Linked DNA regions of Mus musculus: region 2 is linked to region 1. Evidence: chromatin contacts called from public Hi-C data. All regions are on one chromosome and are shown on one strand. Each heading gives the region's core, a stretch centred on a gene start, on an enhancer-like site or on the middle of the called end of the contact. The rest is flanking DNA. Distances are from core to core; before and after follow the strand shown.

Evidence for each region. Hi-C and Micro-C count contacts between places; a contact is called where the count stands out from the background.
Region 2: a contact with region 1 is called in a Hi-C map of uterus, with 4 times the contacts expected there. The contact joins two enhancer-like sites. A contact is called at or near these places in 5 of 484 Hi-C or Micro-C datasets (bone marrow-derived macrophages, embryonic retina, myeloid progenitors and 1 more) and 1 of 115 datasets of contacts at active chromatin or transcription factors (embryonic stem cells).

What each region holds. Positions count from the first base shown.
Region 1 is chr6:112,551,796-112,555,476 of GRCm38.p6, reverse strand. No RefSeq gene overlaps it. Among named protein-coding and RNA genes, the nearest start is that of Gm35706, 7.4 kb to the right of the region's middle. Within about 2 kb of position 1,711, at least 18 of the 459 cell types and tissues checked have an H3K27ac peak or open chromatin away from gene starts, as enhancers often do. A contact at or near this core is called in uterus, where this site is marked.
Region 2 is chr6:112,620,447-112,624,127 of GRCm38.p6, reverse strand. Rad18 (RAD18 E3 ubiquitin protein ligase) reads left to right here. Exons shown (of 12, transcript NM_021385.2): 12 at 3,224-3,681. The coding sequence ends at 3,323. Among named protein-coding and RNA genes, the nearest start is that of Gm23002, 29 kb to the right of the region's middle. Within about 2 kb of position 1,572, at least 14 of the 459 cell types and tissues checked have an H3K27ac peak or open chromatin away from gene starts, as enhancers often do. A contact at or near this core is called in uterus, where this site is marked.

The DNA of each region.
Region 1 (3,681 bases), core at 462-2,961:
GACCAATGATCTTGTTTACATGGTGCTGTGGTTTGAATAAGTCATTTTGCAAGATTCATAGTAAAATTTTATGCCCAAGTTATATATACTATAGTGGGGTCTTTTAGGAAGTGATGCAGCCATTAAAGAGAAAGTCCCTCTCATCCATGAATGAGTGAATGAATGAACGAATGAATGCCCTTATAAAAGAAGCTTCAGAGAGCGCTTCTTTTTCTGGTCTTCCCTCCTTTCACTCTGAGGACACAGCATAAAGTTGCCATCTCAGAAGCAGAGAATGGCCCTGACCAAACCAACCTTGAACCTTCAGCTTGAACTTCCAGCTGCTACAACTGTGAGAAGTGTGTTTGTTCCTTATACATTTTGTTAGAGCAGCAAAAATGGAAAGTCATACACTGATGTTAGGATCCAGACAGAGACAGCAAGAGAGAGCATGCAATGGTCATACTGTGTCACAAGGCCCACCAAGTGTCGAGGATGGAGAGATAGACTCCAGCTGTCCATGGGAGATGTTGCAATGTACCTTTAGAGTTGGTCTAGACAGAAGGAGGAATGGAAGACTGGAACCATTTTTTCTTTCAGTTTATTTAAGCAAACCCTCTGGTTCACATTATTCACATCCCTCTCATATGTACATATGCTTATTCTCATCCTAGTTTCTTACCACCAATTTACATCAAATATGCCCTGGGCTTGAGATCTAAGGGCCTATGATTGTTTTCATGTTCCAACAAGACCTTTCTAATGTGGCTCTTCATCTGTGAAATCGTATTCCCACAGTGGTTACATGATCAGTGGAGCCTTTTGGGAACTGATGCAGCCATTAAAGGGAAAGACCAAGAAGGGAAGCCACCCAATTGACACATCCTGGAAGTACATTGATGTGAAAGAAGAAGGATAAATGGGATGCACCACAGTTGCTGAGAGAACCGGAAGGAGAATTGGACACAGATAGCTCTGGCCATAGAGATACTGAAACCTAGTTGGGCTCATGTTGAGAGGTCTTCCTGTGTAAGATGGGAATACGTCATCAGGTCTAAGTTTTGATTCTGCAAGTGACTGCCTGGTCTGTCTCTTTTCATCAGCTCTTGGGCCTTCTCTCAGAACAACTCCTTTGTATGGCCTTATTTGTCTCTAGGTTGCTTTCTCAACTCCATTCTTCTGCCCGGTGATCTCAGGGCCAGAGGCCGTTTGGCAGTGGAAATGATCTTGCATCACAGCTGGATCTTAGAGAAGACCAGCAACGTTGTCATGTAATAGCTTCACTGGAAGCCACATGAGTTGTTTATGAATCTGACTTAAGTCAAATATAGGTGACCAAAAATCACACCTAGAATTATTCCCCAGGTATCATTAGACATATCCATGGCTACTTTTGGTCCTTAAAAATTCCTCAGCGTCGTTTTTTTTCTAGATGAAAGGCATCAACAACTTCACCTGGCCATGTCTTCACAAAGGATCTTCCATCCATACTTATATCTGTAGGGGAAGGTACATAAAAGTCCCATTGACTTGGAGACCTCCCACCTGGGCAGTGGCAGCCTCCCTAGTCATAACTGAGCAGTTGTGATGTCTAAAGCAATCCCTCCTACAAGTAGGCAAGGGTTAAGTTTTGATTGTGTAAGTGGCTAAAGGCTATAAAGCTACAGAGTGCTAAGATAGGTACTCAGAAAAGTCCATCTCAGACTCAAACTCCTTTTTTATATCTCCCATTCCTTTACTAGAGACCAATTGCTTTGGATTAATTATTAACTTGTCGCAGGGCAGCTACCGGCACAGCCATTGTCATGGATAATATATGTTAATTACCTAGCTTGGTGCTTGGCCCTGGAATAAGGGCTCAGCAAATCTTCTCTTCCTCTTCGCAGCACATTTCTGTTTTCCAAAAGGGCCCTCTTCTTTTACAGCTCTGTTACACTGCAGGGAGGAACATGGGCAGCCTCCATAACTTCTGTGTAAGTGACTTGCCTGGTTCTTTAAACATATATTAAGAACCTATGATGTGTGAGGCTCTGTTTATAGGCACTGGGGCTATGCCCCTATGTAAAGCTGCTTTTATGCAGCTTATAGTTGAGTATGTGGGGTGGGGGTGGGGGTAATAACTAGAGAGGACATAAACACCTCCTAAAATACTTAAAGATGGAAGCTATCGAGGGGGCAGAGACTGGCCATCTGGGAAGCCCCGAGGACTGGTTATAATTGAGTGTGGGAAGAAAGGGAGGTTAGACAAGAGGAATGGAAGGGAGTCTGAGGATATGGGGCTTCAGGGCCTCCTCCACAGTTTTGTCCTACGACTACAGAAAGGACAGTTTAGTTCAAACAAACAAATAAATCTACAGAAATATGATCTGTCATGGCAAACGCAACACTGTTAGTCACTATTTCCTCAAGAATCAGAGACATGGATTTGATTATCAGGACCCTTCAGACCTATGCTAGCACAGTCCCACCTTCCTGTCCCCTCTTTGGGCCTTTGAGCTCTGGTTTCTATCTGTGAGGTGAGCCTACGTACTGTCTGCCCACCTGTGGCTTCAGGAAATGACTGACACCTCCCATGGGAATGTGAGCTGAGTTCAGGCAAGACTAATGGCTGCTCCCCGGATGCCCATTGTCAGATGTGCACTTCTCTGCCCAGCTGTGCAGTCCTCCTGCCTGCCTCACTGGGTTCCAGCTCTGGGCTATCTTTTCTTTTGGGCGTCTAGTCACCGTCCAGATGGTTGGCAAGTCACTGTGCCCCTAGTACCATGGCAGCCTGGCCTGGGCGCCATTCCAGAATGTCATTGCTCACTCCTATCAGAAGTGTGAGAACTGCCTGCTGTGTTATGTGTTTCCAAACCCTTCCTACTCCAGAGCCAGATGTGAGCCACCACCCTTAACCCAGGAGCTATCTTTAATTGACATCCAATTGAAAGGGAAAAATCAGTTTTCTCCAATGGAGTCTCATTGAGTGTATAAACCACACTTAAGGGCCAGCAGCAGTAGAACTTTTCTGTCCCGTTGCTTTGTTTGCTTTTGTTTGCTTTTGTTTGTTTGTCTGTTTGTCTGTCTTAGTAGTCTTTTGCTTATATATTATGGCTTCAATTTTGTATTTTTATGGGTTTTATTTTGTTTTTGTGTTTGTGTTCCTTATACATTTTTTAAAATTCTGGCTTGTTCGTCTGTTTGTGTGTGTGTGTGTGAGAAAGAGAGAGAGAGAAAGAGAGAGAGAGAGAGAATGAGAGCACAAAGGGGTAACTCTGGGGTTGTGTGGATAGGGAGGTGGGGAGGATCTGAAAGGAATTGGGAGAGGGGAAACCATGATCAGAATATATTGTTTGAAATATATTCAATTTAAAAATATTGACAAGTCAACTGTTTCCACGGATCTCAAAGTCACATCGAGTAATTGATGCCAGTATGCCAGTCCAAGAGCTACTTATGTACTGATTCATTGACATCATTTTCAAAATAAAAGAATTATAGTTATGGACTAAAATAAACAAGTAAAATCCCCCCACTCTAATAATAATAATAATAATAATAATAATAATAATAATAATAATATGTATCAGCAAGTACCACTACCTATTCACTGCTTACTGTGTGTGTGGAAAGTAGGGCTTCCACTGAACACAGCCATCAACCCTGGGCAGTGGACCTCACTGTTGTGACTTTGTACACTGACAAGCTGAAGATCAGGTGGAA
Region 2 (3,681 bases), core at 323-2,822, 69 kb before region 1:
AAAGTTTCCCAACACAATGCTTGCCTGTTCTGGTGTTGCCTTGTGGGAACCAGGCTTGGAGCAGCTCAGATGTCTCAGATGCTCTCTGCCTGTGCTAAAACACAAACCACTTTCTGCAGAAGCCTAGCCTATCGCCCTCTCTGGTGTTGGTGAAGCTGTCGGGCCAACTAATCGTTTGCCCTTGGTTCTCTTAGGGCTTTCCTAATTCTTGACGTATTCTTGATGCCTTCAGATCTATGAGAACCAACAGCAGTGTTTCCATGCCGTACTTTCTGTTCCTGGTCCCCTTGTGGTGTATTTACTCCTACGCATGTTAAATGGCTGCAGATTGGCAGCCGGTGATCGTGCTTGTTTGATGTAGGAAGCTTCCTTAATATTTCTTATGTTATTTCTTAATTGTATTAGCCACCAGTCCTCCTAGCTTTTGTCTGTGATGTCTCTTCTCAGCTTTCATCTTTAAAAGCTGTTTTTGCTGGGAGCGGCTTCTAGGTTGACAGTTTTTCTTCTGGCACTTTCAAGCCACCACTGCGTCACCTCAAGGCCTGTCTGGTTTGTGATGCGAAGCCTACTGGAAATCTTATTTATCCCTCTATGGAATGTCCTTTAGCTCTGTCTGCCTTCAAAGATTTTCAGCACTTTGAATATGTATCTAGGTGTTTACTGTTTGTTATTTGTTAATGGGGGCAGGGCTAACTAACTAGCTTTAGTCTATTTGATGTCTTTAATTGATTTTTAGAAAACTCAGTATTGTAATTAATTTTATAGTCATTTCTTCTTCAGGGATTCTAGTCATGTACACACACATGCAATTTTTTTCTGTTTTAGTTTGGACTTAAATTTTTTTTTTTTTTTTTTTTTTTACTTATATGTATGTATGTGTGTAAGAGAGGGTGTTTGTGTCATGTGTGCGCAGGTTGCGGGTGAAGAGAACATTGAATCCCCTGGAACTGGAGTTAAAGGTGGTTAAGAGCTCCCTTCTGTGTTCAGGAGCAAGCGCTCTTAACCACTGAGCCATCTCTTCAGCCCCCAGTTTGATGTTTTTTGCTGACATATCTTTTAAATTTACTGTATCATTCATCAGTTTCATACTTTATACGTAATTGTCCTTTAAAGAAGCATTTCTTCTCTGATGCTTTAGAACTTTTCAGTGTTTCCATTTGATTTGTTCATATCATTTCCATGTCTGTGGGAGTTCTCTGGATGTTCCTTTTCTTTTGTGTTAGAGCCCTCAGTGTATATCACTGGTCATAGTTATGTTTGAGGTCATGTGGTCTGGTGGGCCCAGTATTTGGGCTGCCTCTGCATCAGTTGCTTTGTGCATGACAGTAGGGTCTCTTTCTTGATTGTTCTTTGTCTTCATTTTTAGCCTAAGACTGAACATCCTGTGTAGGATGCCTGAGATCGAGCTAAATAATGTTTGTGCCTAGAAAAGAGCCTACTTCTGTCTAACCAGTAATGTGGGGAGTTGAGCCAGGCGATCTGGGAGTTGGCCTGGTTGGGTTTTAGTGGTTGCTCTGACTGCCTTCGCCAAAGAATCCGTGAGATCATCAGCTCTTGTTTTTCCATCAGAAGCTCAGAGACTTTTGTCTGAGTTCCAGGGACCAGTGCATTCCTATTCTTCACAGAAGAGAAGCATCCTGGGAGGGAGACATGCTTTCTGCCTCCCTCCTGGCTGTCTCAATAGGCACTCCTATTTCTGGCCTGTTTTAGGCTTCCTCTTGAGTACCCAGCAGAAGAGTAAGGCTTATTTATAAGTGCGTGTGGACTCACATGTTTGTCTTGTACTTAAGAAGCCAAACCAGCCTGGCCTACATTGTTTTCAGGTGAGCCAGAGCTACATAATAAGACTCTATCTCAACAAAACAAACAATAGCAGCAACAAAGTTAATGGTAAAAGAAAAAAAAATATGTGCTTAATATATTAAAGCCCAGGATTCCTTCCATTCCCAACATCAGAATAAACGATGAAAGAAAAAACTCCTGAGAAGTTTAGCTTAGTGCACAGTATCACAGCATCCCTCTTGCTCCCTTCCTCCCTCTTCTCTCTCTCTCTCTCTCTCTCTCTCTCTCTCTCTCTCTCTCTCTCTCTCTCTCTGTCTCTGTCTCTGTCATTATCTGATGTTCTGCCCAAAGTGAGGGAATTTGTGTGGCCCATCTATCTGTAAAGGGGGACTTGGGTTTTGTTTGGTGTGTGTGTGTGTGTGAGTCAGAGAGACAGACAGGATTTCTCACTGGCCTAGAACTCAATAAATAAGTTAGGCCTGCTTTCAGTGAGCCTCAGCCCAAGGCTCTATCCACCTATCCACCTCCCAGTCCTGGGATTACAAGTACTTGGCTTTTTAATGTAGGTTTGTCCTAGTGAAGGTTTCTGTTAACTGTGAAGAGACACCATGACCATGGCTACTCATATAAAGGAAGGTGTTTAATTGGGGCGGGCTTACAGTTTCAGAGATTTAGTCTGTTATCATGGCAGGAAGCATGGCAGCATGCAGGCAGACATGGTGCTGGAGAAGTAGCTGAGAGTTCTACATCTGAACCTGCAGGCAACAGGAAGAGGGCCAACACTGGGCCTGCCTGGGGCTTTTGAAACCTCAAAGCTCACCCCTCTCCCCACCCCACATACACACCCAATGATACACTTCTTCCTACAAGGCCACACCTCTTAATCCTTCTCAAGTACTGCTACTACCTGATGACTAAGCATTCAATTCTGGGAGCCTCTGGGGGCCATTCTTATTCAGACCACCACCGAGGTCTAGGGAAGGAACTCAAGATTTCCATGACTTAGTTATCTCCCCAGCTCTGTTATTTTGAGACCAAGTCTGGATATAGTATTTGTACCTTCTTCCAGGATAGCCTAGAACTCACAATGGAGGCCAGGATGTAGTCAAAACCACATTTTCCTTCCTCTGCCTCCCAAGTACTAGAATTATAGCTATACCACTCAGCTTTTGACTCAGGTATGTACGCAGCTTTTTAAAGCTACGGGTTTTTGATTCAAGGGAAAGACTCTTTTCTTTGGTCCTTATAAGTTCATTGTTCTCATACTTAACACAATAAGAATGATATAGTAATAATTCAAATTATAGGTTTGTCTTTAGAAGAGAGGCAACTGTGGGTTTTAACGAAGTCATGAATGTGAAAGTAACTGCTTAGTATACTAGGAGTTCCCACAGAGTATGACTGTTGTTTTCTGATATGCCATTTCTTTTCTTGTTTTCAGAAATGATCAAAACAGAGAAGTCAGCCCACAACAGACTCGCCGCACTAGAGCCAGTGAATGTGTTGAGATTGAACCAAGAAACAAGCGGAATAAGAATTAGTATGGGCTTTGTGCCAGCTTTCCGTACAGTGACCTGAATATGATATTGTTATTGCCATGTATGGCTTCATATTTAACAATATCCAAGGAAGACTTTTAAGTCTAAATGTAATAGTTAATTTATTTTCATGCTTCTTTGCCTTCCTGAACAACAACAAAACAAACACACACACACACACACACACAAACAAAAACCAAAAACAAACAAACAAAAAAACGTGAAATGTTCTGAAATGACTCTTCTTAGTCAGTTGGTTCCTTCCTTTCCTTTGAGACATTTCTCCCCTAAAATCATACTCACCAGCTTTGCACAGAGTATACATTTCTTAGCGGGAGCGTTTTCCTTGGTTTGACTTCTC